Regions from separate parts of the Pan troglodytes genome. Here region 2 is linked to region 1. The links are chromatin contacts, called in public Hi-C maps. All regions are on one chromosome and are shown on one strand. Each heading gives the region's core, a stretch centred on a gene start, on an enhancer-like site or on the middle of the called end of the contact. The rest is flanking DNA. Distances are from core to core; before and after follow the strand shown. Region 1 holds the start of DIS3L (DIS3 like exosome 3'-5' exoribonuclease). Region 2 holds the start of SNAPC5 (small nuclear RNA activating complex polypeptide 5).

Region 1 (5,201 bases), core at 1,520-4,019:
ACAGTCCCTCAGGGACCCAAGTTGATGAGGGGCCTGCCATCTCTAATGCTGGCTCTCAAAATCCCCTGGGCATTGGTCTCCAGCTGGTAGAACAGGAAAAGGAGCATGCATGGGAGGTTTTTATGGGCCAGGCCTGGAAATGGTGCCATTATATTCCGCCAGCTAGAACTCAGTCACATGGCCATACCTGGGTATCTGCAAGGCAAGCTAGGAAATGTCATTTATCTCCGTCCCCAGAGAAAAAGAGGGCATGGATTTGGCAAACAGAGAGCCAGAACCAGTCTCTGCCACAAGAAATCACATATTTACACTGAAGAGTTGTGATAAAGATTAGAGATAATGTGGTGATATATCCTTGGCCTACGGGGTCATGGAGTTTGGGAAAGACACATCAAATGTGAAAAGAGGTGAGCAGCAGTAGAATGCCCAAGCAGAGACCAGATAGTGGGCTGAGCTGGAGTAGTCACAAGCAACAAAGGTTAAGGTGCTGGCAGAGCAGACTGACTCATTTAGGGATAAGGGATTTGAGCTAGGTCACTCAGGTAGTCACTGATGCTGTTCACCAAAGGGCTTCAGTGCTCTGCCTTCAGGTCATGAGGCGGCACACACTTCCTGCCCCACCCACCCCTATTGTGTGGTCAATAGGCAGAATTGAAATGTGTCACTTCTGGACTGAGCTTTTAATTGCTGGGATGAGACTCTCTGGGGGACTTTTTTCCTTTGCCAATGACCACAGTCTGTGTTCCAGAGAGGGCCTGCTCTATCAGCCTGGGTCCTGGAAAAGGGCACAGAGCAGAGCCTCTTGGTGCCTAGGCAACATCTTGTCATTTTAAGTCGCTGAGATTTTTTTGTTTGTTTTTCTGAGACGGAGTTTTGCTCTTGCTGCCCAGGCTGGAGTGCAATGGCATGATCTTGGCTCACTGCAACCTCCACCTCCCAGGTTCAAGAGATTCTCCTGCCTCAGCCTCCCAAGTAGCTGGGATTACAGGCATGTGCCACCACGCCCGGCTAATTTTTGTATTTTTAGTAGAGACGAGGTTTCTCCATGTTGGTCAGGCTGGTCTCGAACTCCTGACCTCAGGTGATCTGCCCTCCTAGGCCTCCCAAAGTGCTGGGATTACAGGCGTGAGCCACCGCACCTGGCCAAGTCACTGAGATTTTTAAAGTTGCATATTACCACAGCATAAACTGGCTTATTCTTACAAGTATAGACACTTTTTTTCAGGCAAGAGGCATCAGATGGCCTGTGAGGCAAACCAACCAACCAACCAACAAAAAGGCACTCTTGTCCATTTTGGCTCATTAGTTCCAAGAATTAAGGAATCATGCTTTTTAAAACATAATTTATACATTATCGCCAAAATGCAAGCAAAGGAAGTGCTTAATGGACCTTGAATTATTTAAAATACTAATAAAGCCAACTTTCAATAGAACTTCAGACACACTCTCTTCCTTAAAAGATCATTTGTCCCAATTTGAAGAAAGTTTAAAGCTACCAAGTGCTAAAGAGCGATGTTATGGGCATATTAGTATCTAATCAACACCCCCCCGCCCCATAACCTGGTACAATCAGAAATAAAAGAAAAATGAACATGAGGGAGCTTTGGAGGGAACTGTGGTCAGCTGCATGGAACATATTTATGTAGGGGACAAATCTGGCAACTTGACTGTCCTCTGGGCTGTCCAGAACTGACTTCCTGAATTAGGGACAGCCTCCTGCACTGCTGGTTGCCTTACAGGCCAGCTCTGTGCTGTTTTCCTAATTCGTGCAATTCCACCTCAGATCTCATTCACATCAGCTCACACTGCAGGGTAACTTGACATGGAAGTACAATGAGTGGGAGATCGTGGCTCTCTTTAATGCATTCCTGTAGAGTGACAAGAGCCATCCAACAGAGCATCCTCAGTTCTGCCTGCTTCAGCATCAGAGGAAGTCTGATGTTTCCAGCCAGCTGGTTGAGCTGCCTTAACTGGAGCTCACCAAGCAGACTATAAAGTCTCTAAATGCAGGACCTGTATTTTACTCATCTCTGAATAGCATGGTAATTACTTACGAGCCTCCTTGGAATTCAGTCATTCTGGCTTGAATATTGATCCCACCACTTAATAACTGGGTAACCTTGGCCACTTAACCTAATGCCCCACTCCTTTGACTTGTTGTGGAAATTAAATGGGACACGTATACAAAGCTGCTAGTGCAGCTCAAAAGTCTTAGTTGAGTGCTTGGAAGAAGAGTGGATTCTATCCCATCAAGGGTGTGTGATCTCAGAAGAGACTGTGTGCATCTCTTTATCAAGAGCTACAGGCTGGGCGTGGTGGCTTACGCCTGTAATCCCAGCACTTTGGGAGGCTGAGGTGGGAGAATTACCTGAGCCCAGGAGTTTGAGACCAGCCTGGGTAACATAGTGAGACACTCCCATCTCTACAAAAAAAAAAAAAGAAAAAAAAAAAAAAAAAAAAAGCTAGGCGTGGTGGAGAAGATCGCTTGTGCCCAGAAGTTCGGGGGCTGCAGTGAGCCATGATCATGCACTACACTCCAGCCTGAGTGACACAGCAAGACCCCGTCCAAAAAAAAAAGTTATTAATACAAACATGTACGTTTGTGATTGTGTCACAGTGGCAGTTTAAAGGAGAAATCCTTTGCCAGAGGCTGCAAAAGCTATAAAAGTTGGAGTGGAACAGTGCTTCAAGGGAAGAGATTGGTTTTCATTTTATCTGCATTGTTTGATTATAAGTACATGATAACTTCAATAGGGATACCAAAACAAATAAATAAATTTTAAAAAGAACATGAAAGGCCGGGCGCAGCAGCTCACACCTATAATCCCAACACTTTGGGAGGCCGAAGCAGGTGGATCGCCTGCGACCAGCCGGGCCAACAAAGCAAGACCTGCCCCCCTCACCCTCCCATCTCTACAAAAAAAGAAAAAAACTTTTTAAAAAGTACATGTAACTTAAAATGAATATAACTATTTAGAAATGTTCGGCTGTCAGGGTTGCCGGCTTATGTGCTGAGCCTTTTACCTCGTTTGGAGATAGCGAGAGCAACGAAGAGAAAACATTAATTACCCGGTATTAGTATTAATACGGCGACTCCATTCCCACATGGACCTGGGGGGGACAAACAAAGTCTCCTAATCTTGGACAGCTGCGCCCAGCCCTTCTTCACCTGCCGTCCAGGTATCATCCTAGTCTTCCCTCCGTCTCTGGGGTAGGTCGTTTCCACCCCTCCGCCCTGGTCCAGGCCACTGAGGGAAGGGAAGAAACTGAGGCCGGGAGGGCCGGGCCCCAGCCTGGAGCGTGTAGCTCCGGGCCTCCCCCGGGCGCGGCAGTTACGGCGGTTCCGGAGCCGCGGCGCCCAGGGCCGAGGGGCGGGTCCGAGGCCGCGGCCTTGCCTCCGCCGCGCCCGCCACTCCGCGGCCTCCGGGAGACACGCCGCCATGCTGCAGAAGAGGGAGAAGGTGCTGCTGCTGAGGACATTTCAGGGCCGCACGCTGCGGATCGTGCGCGAGCACTACCTGCGGCCCTGCGTGCCCTGCCACAGCCCGCTCTGCCCGCAGCCCGCCGCCTGCAGCCACGGTCAGGGCCGGGGCGGGGGCGGGGACGGGGCCGGCGGGAGCGGGCGGCCGCAGTGAGGGGTTGAGCGCGGCCCGGAGGCGGAGCGCCAGCGGCGGGGACACGGAGGCGTAGGCCCCGCGGCCTGCGCCCGCTCGCCGGCCTCACCCCCTGCCCTCTGCCGGTCGGGACCCAGCGGCCCGGGTCCGCGGCTTCTGGGGCCCCCGGGACTCCCCGACTGCTCCGCCCTGTCCAATGGGAGGTCCCGACAGACCCGCACCCCATGCCGGAGGCTGGGTGGTTTGGCTCCTCAGAGGGGCCCGAGGGCGCGGAAGCCGAGGCCTCCTCCCGCCGCAACCTCGCGCCGTGGAGAAATGGGGAGGTCCCGAGCTGGGAGCCCCCGAGCTGGGAGCCCCCGGGAGCTACCGGCCAGCTGCTGCCGCTGCGAAGCTGACATCGCCTGCTTTGCAGCCACAGGTTTCCTGACCTGCCCGCACTGGTGCCCCAGACTTTTCCCCCAGTGGAGAGCCACTTCACAGTAGATTTGTGAACTCTCTGGGCCCGCACTGCAGAGGAAGGTCACGGGGAAGTTGGACTGGGGACTCCTGGGCCCCAGTCCTTGGTTTCTAGGCCGCAAGGGTGGCCGATAGAACGATGCACGTTACTGGCTCTCTTCCCCCATGGGAGGATGAGCATGGGCTGGGGGTCCTTGTCAGCGAATGTGCGGAATCCTCCAAACATTGTGATTAAGGTGAACATTTCAGTTAGAGCTTGGCTAACCAGCTCTCAGATGCGGGTCTGGTAGGAAACCCCACCTCTGCACGTTGCTTGCACGGAGCATTTTCTCTGTTCAATCTTTCTGGCCCTTGGAGGCTGCTGAGCACGTGCAGAAGCTTGACACAGAGCCAACTTTAAATTGCTGGGCATCATACACAAGTGGTATAAATGTGGGGGTGCTTCATTTGAATGTGTTTGTCAATGATGAGTTAACACTGAAATATTCAGGTTATGCTGAAAATGTGCTTGTTCGTTGTTAAATCAGCCATCCTCTCCGGCACCTCTGGCAACACCATAAACCACGTTGAGCTTGTATTTATCACAGCTTCCAAAAAAATGAGGGTGCTCAATATACCTGAACTTTGGGCCTCTACCAAAGTAGATTTGTCTTTTAAAAACTCCCACTATGGAGTTAAGACTGGAAGTTATTTTGCATGCCAGAGCACCGTGACATTTAAATAAACCAGGTTTGAAAACATTGTCTAATCTCTTACATTTTGAATTATGTTTCAGATGGGAAACTCTTGTCTAGTGATGTGACTCATTACGTGATCCCAGACTGGAAAGTTGTTCAAGATTATCTTGAGATCCTTGAGTTTCCTGAGTTGAAGGGAATTATTTTCATGCAGACAGCTTGTCAAGCTGTGCAGCATCAAAGAGGCCGGAGGTATACGTTTTGCATTCTTTATTTCTATATGGCATAGGTTCCCCCCACCTTAGAAAAGGTCCCTTGTCGGAGGGGGATGGGAGGAATTCATTATTTTGTCAGAAAGGACTTTTAAAACTAATTTCGTATTCTCTTTGATAGTGAGGAATGCAGTAACATTATTTTATATTTCTGCTTCAACACCTGGCCAAGAGATCTGACT
Region 2 (5,201 bases), core at 1,770-4,269, 200 kb after region 1:
ATCCTCACCTCATATGGACTTAAAGTTTCTGAAAAAGGGCCGAGCCCAGTGGCTCACGCCTGTAATCCCAGCACTTAGGGAGGAATAGGCAGGTGGATCACCTGAGGTCAGGAGTTCGAGAACACCTTGGCCAACATGGTGAAACCCCGTCTCTACTAAATACAAAAAATTAGCCCGGCGTGGTGGCACATGCCTGTAATCCCAGCTACTTGGGAGGCTGAGACAGGAGAATCCCTTGAACCCGGGAGGCGGAGGTTGCAGTGAGCCAAGATTGCGCCACTGCACTCTAGGCTGAGCAACAAGAGCGAAACTCTGTCTCAAAAAAAAAAGATTGTGAAAAGAATGCTGAGCAGGGATTAGCATAATAACCTCCCTGGGACTTTTTTTTTTTTTTTTTAAGGCAGGGTCTCCCCATATAGTTGCATGCTGGAGTGCAGTGGCACAATCTGGGCTCTCTACAGCTTTGACCACCTGGGCTTTGGCCATCCTCCCACCTCAGTTTCCCAAGTAGCTGAACTACACTACAGGCACGCACCACCACGCTCAGCTAATTTTAATTTTTTTTTGTAAGGCCGGCCGCAGTGGCTCACGCCTGTAATCTCAGCACTTTGGAAGGCCGAGGCGGGCTGATCGCTTGAGCTCAGGAGTTCGAAACCAGCCTGGGCAACATGGTGAAACCCCGTCTCTACTAAAAATACAAAAATTAGCCGGGCGTGGTGGTGCACACCTGTAATCCCAGCTACTTGGGAAGGTGAAGCACGAGAATCGCTTGACCCAGAAGGCGGAGGTTGCAGTGAGCCGAGATCATGTCACTGCACTCCAGCCTGGGCGATACAGTGAGGCCCTGTCTCAATTTTTTGTAGAGACGAGGTATCACTATATTGCCCGGGCTGAGGGGCTGCATTAAGCACAGGTTTGGGAAGTGGCCCACGTGGGCCTAAATCCCGACTCCTCCTCAAGGCCATGGCGTCAGTAACAAGAGCCACTGGAAGCTCCAGACATTAGGACAAGTCTCTTCTCCCAGGGCCTCAGTTTCTTCCTTGGTAGCATGGGAGGATCTAGGAGTTCCTTCTGGCTTGGCAAAACTAGAGCATTTCAAGCGCCAAAACAAACTAGAAAACAGCAGCTCAGGAGGAAGGGGTCGGTGGCCAGAGGGGTCTAGGCGAGCCTTCGGGAGGGAGCACTTCCTCAGCGTGCTGTCTGAGGGCCATCAACATTTACAGGAAGCAGCAGGTAGGACTGCACTTGCCAAACACAGATCCCTGGGCCTCACCCTAGACTTGCGAGGTCAAGATTCTGAAAGATAGGGCCTAAGAAGCGCACAGCAAACTCCCCAGGTGATTCAGATACCTGTTTGTTTGTAAACCTCTAAATTGGCGCCACCACAGCTAGTGAGTAGCGGAGAACTGGCCGCAGCAGATGGTCACCACAGAGGCCCAGGTTGGGGGGAAATGGTCGCTCGGGAGGAATGGAGGAGGGGCAGGAGAGGGCCGCGGGGTCACCTTGAGGCGGTTCAGCTGGTCGTGCAGGGCTGCCTTCAACCGCAGCAGCGTCTCCTCCTCCTTGCGCAGTTCCTGAAGCCGGCTCAGCATGTTGCCTGGTCACATAGCCAACCTCCGCGCTGCTGTCGGCCCGGCACTCGGTGATGACGCCATCGCCGCCGACTCCCGGAAACCGAGCGGGGAGGCGGGGCTGCCCGACACATTGGGGAAAGGCGAGGAGTGCGCCCCCTTCCGGCGCCCGCCGTAGCCTGGCCACTCCGCGGGGGACGAGCTGCAGGAAGGGGTACAGCCTGTGTCAAAACACCTTGATTCATGAGTAATGATCAGGATTTTGAAATTAGATCCATGGAGCTGTAAAGAACCTGAAGAAATCTTGGGTTTGGCTATCCTTTAATCCGATAGGCCATTTGCGCACCAAGTGGTCAAACACCGTTTCAAATGACCGGGTGAACAGCACTTCCAACGTGGTGTGCCACCAAGTGGCTATCTTTAACCCCACAAATCCTGCACACGTGTTTGAAATCAGTAGCACATGAACTCTACTGTGTTAAGAGGCCCTGCAGGGTAGGACTCACAGTGGACTTTAAAGGGGTAAGGCTGCACAAAATAGAGAACTAAAGAGCATGAAAATAAAGCCGTGCTAAGAAACGACGTGCTTAAGAACGGAGATTTGGCCCTGGAAATGGGGAGGGTTAACAGATCACCTTGGCTGTGAACTGAGACTGTCTTGACAGTTCGAGACTGTCAGAGAGAAGCTGACAGTTTAACAATCCAGATGCAAAACAAGACTTTTTGACACAGGACAAGAGGTTAATTCTAGGGTAATATTTGCAGTTTAGCTTTATGGGTAAAAAAAAAAAAAAAAAAAAACCCTTATATCTGGAGGCATTTCATGGGTACTTCTTTTGAACACACTTGGTTAACATAATCACCAAGACACACAGGCAGTCCTGAAAAATGCTTCTAGTACTTTTCAGAGAGTCTTGCTCTGACGCCCAGGCTGGAGGGCAATGGTACAATCTTGGCTCATTGCAACCTCCACCTCCCAGGTTCAAGTGATTCTCTTGCCTCAGCCTCCAAGTAGCTGGGGTTACAGGCATGCACCATGACTGGCTATTTTTTATATTTTCAGTAGAGACGAGATTTCATCATGTTGGCCAGGCTGGTCTTGAACTCATTGGCTCAAGTGCTCTGCCCACCTTAGGGTTCCAAAGTGTTGGGATTACAGATGTGGGCCAGTGTGGCCTTCTGGCACTTTTTCAAACCATGGGTGAAAATACTCAACTCTATTGTCATAGCTGGTTAAAAAGAACACTTCTCAAGAGGTAATCAATTTTACTGCAGTACCAAAAAATTGTGCTCTCCAATTGTGCCCTCTTGTGGTTAAAGTTAAATCTTTACAGAATTTAACCTATTTTCCATCTGGTGGGGAGCTAAACTTGAACAGCCTCTGCGTTTCTGACCAAGTCCTGTTACACCTATTTTTCAAGCCACATTATTTAGAAAACCACAATTTTTTTAAATCATTCCCCTTCCACTGAACTCCATGGACTTAGTATAAATCCATGCCCCATTTTATACCACACTATATAAAATGTAACAGTCTAAATTATGGCCAACAAAATGTCACTTTAAAAAAATTCTAACCAAGCTTTACAGAGCACACCAAGTCATGTTTCTCACTGCCTGTATAATCAGGTCTTTATTCAAAAGAAGCTGTCCAAAATGATTTGACCTCTATGGAATAATCAAATTTAAGAGTTTATGCAGCAGGCTTCTTTTCCTCTGTAGTAGGTTTCTTCTCTGCAGGCTTCTTTTCAGGGGCTGGTTTCTTGGTAGCTGCTGCCTTTTTTCCCACCAGAGGCTTCTTCTGCTTCTTAACACCAACAGCAGCCTTCTTTCCTTTCTTACCTACCACAGGCTTCTTGCCTGCAACCGCCGCCTTCTCATCTGATTTGGCTTGTAGTGCCGCTGCTGCAGCAGCTGCCTTATCCACCCGGAGCTTGTGCTGCAACAAATTAGGCAGAAAACAGTAAGAATCAAACCCCTGTAAGAACTTAATGTATCAGGAAGAGAAAAACAAAAACAAAACAAAAAAACCAGCCGGGCACGGTGGCTCACGCCTGTAATCCCAGCACTTTGGGAGGCCGAGGCAGGTGAATCACCTGAGGTCAGGAGTTTGAGACCAGCCTAACCAATATAGTGAAACCCCGTCTCTACTGAAAATACAAAAATTAGCCGGACATGGTGGCGTGTGCCTGTAGTGCCAGCTACTTGGGAGGCTGAGACAGAAGAACTGCTTGAACCTGGTACGTGGAGGTTGCAGTGAGCTGAGATCACGCCATTGCACTCCAGCCTGGGTGACAGAGCGAGATTCCGACTCAAAAACAAACAAACAAAAACCCCACTCACATTCCTGGCCTGGCGAAGAATGGTGTTCCGGCGCATGGTCTTTGCATATGGGTTTAGCTTCAACATGATTCTCAAGTTTTTCAGTGGGTTCTTCTTTAGGACTCTGCGATGGATCTTCTTGCTATAAAAAGGCAGATACTGTATCAACATTTTACTTAACATTATACACATACAAATTTTTGAAACAACCTATAGGGTTGGGGCGAGAATTACACTCTAAGTATCACTTTACCGTGGTGCTCGAAGGGCTCTTTGGATCTCTGGGCTTTTCAAGATTCTGCTAAGATCTGTATTAATCATCTTGTGCATGGGAAGACTGAAAGGGAAAAGATTGACATGTACATGTAAAAGTAATCAACCAAAGAACAGGAAGCTCAACTGAAGCTTTATTTTTAACCACTATGCTCTCCAAAATATCTACTACACTATCACTTCTCATAAACATGGACCAGGCCGGGTGTGGTGGCTCACCCCTATAATCCCAGCACTTGGGGAGGCCGAGGCGGGTGGATCACCTAAGGTCAGGAGTTCCAGACCAGCCTGGCCAACATGGTAAAACCCCAACTCTACAATTAGCCGGGTGTGGTGGCACACGCCTGTAGTCCCAGGTACTTGGGAGGCTGAGACAGGAGAACTGCTTGAACCCGGGAGGCGGAGGCTGCAGTAAGCCACGATCACACCACTACACTCCAGCGTGGGTGAGACAGAACAACTCTGTCTCAAAAACAAAACAAAAAACCAAAAATATAGACCAGGTGAGTCTCATTTTGGCATACTGTTGCTGCACATAAGGGGAAATGGGAATAAATTTAGAAAACATGTAAGCCAATTCTGAATGTTAATATCCACAATATAAACATCTGTGCTTAGTATATGAAAGATACTTACTTGTAGTTACTCTTGAGGGAAGCGGCTTTACGCCAAGTGCCATACAATTCATCTAACTTCCGGAAAGCACTTTCAGTCCAAATGCAGAAACGTCCCACATGCCCACCAGGAGCAAGCTTCAAAATGTTCAGCTTGCTTACATTAAGCAGAGTAATTCCTTTTAAAGGGAAAGAAAAATTAGGGAGCCTGTATTTCAACAAAAGAAACACAAATTATCTTTATGGCTTAAGACCTATAAAAGGTACCTGAGAACTTATTAATTATGAAGTTTCAACCATCAATGGTGCAACTCTTTCAGCCATAAATCAGAACTTCCACAAAATCATGTGTTTCAGAAACACGGACCTTAAGTGGAATCTCATCATAACAAAAGCTGAGTAGACTTGCAGAGTATACCTA

What was found. Hi-C and Micro-C count contacts between places; a contact is called where the count stands out from the background.
Region 2: a Hi-C map of stem cell-derived neural progenitor cells shows a contact between it and region 1, with 6 times the contacts expected there. The contact joins the promoter of SNAPC5 here to the promoter of DIS3L in region 1. A contact is called at or near these places in 1 of 7 Hi-C or Micro-C datasets (stem cell-derived neural progenitor cells) and 1 of 1 datasets of contacts at active chromatin or transcription factors (stem cell-derived excitatory neurons).

Annotation. Positions count from the first base shown.
Region 1 is chr16:58,292,589-58,297,789 of NHGRI_mPanTro3-v2.0_pri, forward strand. It overlaps DIS3L (DIS3 like exosome 3'-5' exoribonuclease), which reads left to right and starts at 2,770. Exons shown (of 17, transcript XM_001174666.8): 1 at 2,770-3,211; 2 at 4,846-4,999. The coding sequence starts at 4,956. LOC134808548 (a long non-coding RNA gene) reads right to left here and starts at 3,330. Exons shown (of 3, transcript XR_010151761.1): 1 at 3,070-3,330.
Region 2 is chr16:58,490,283-58,495,483 of NHGRI_mPanTro3-v2.0_pri, forward strand. SNAPC5 (small nuclear RNA activating complex polypeptide 5) reads right to left here and starts at 3,020. Exons shown (of 5, transcript XR_008539621.2): 1 at 1,503-3,020. RPL4 (ribosomal protein L4) reads right to left here. Exons shown (of 10, transcript XM_016928400.4): 7 at 4,803-4,959; 8 at 4,147-4,230; 9 at 3,915-4,035; 10 at 3,178-3,510. The coding sequence ends at 3,265. LOC112205657 (small nucleolar RNA SNORD18) reads right to left here and starts at 5,172; the gene lies at 5,104-5,172.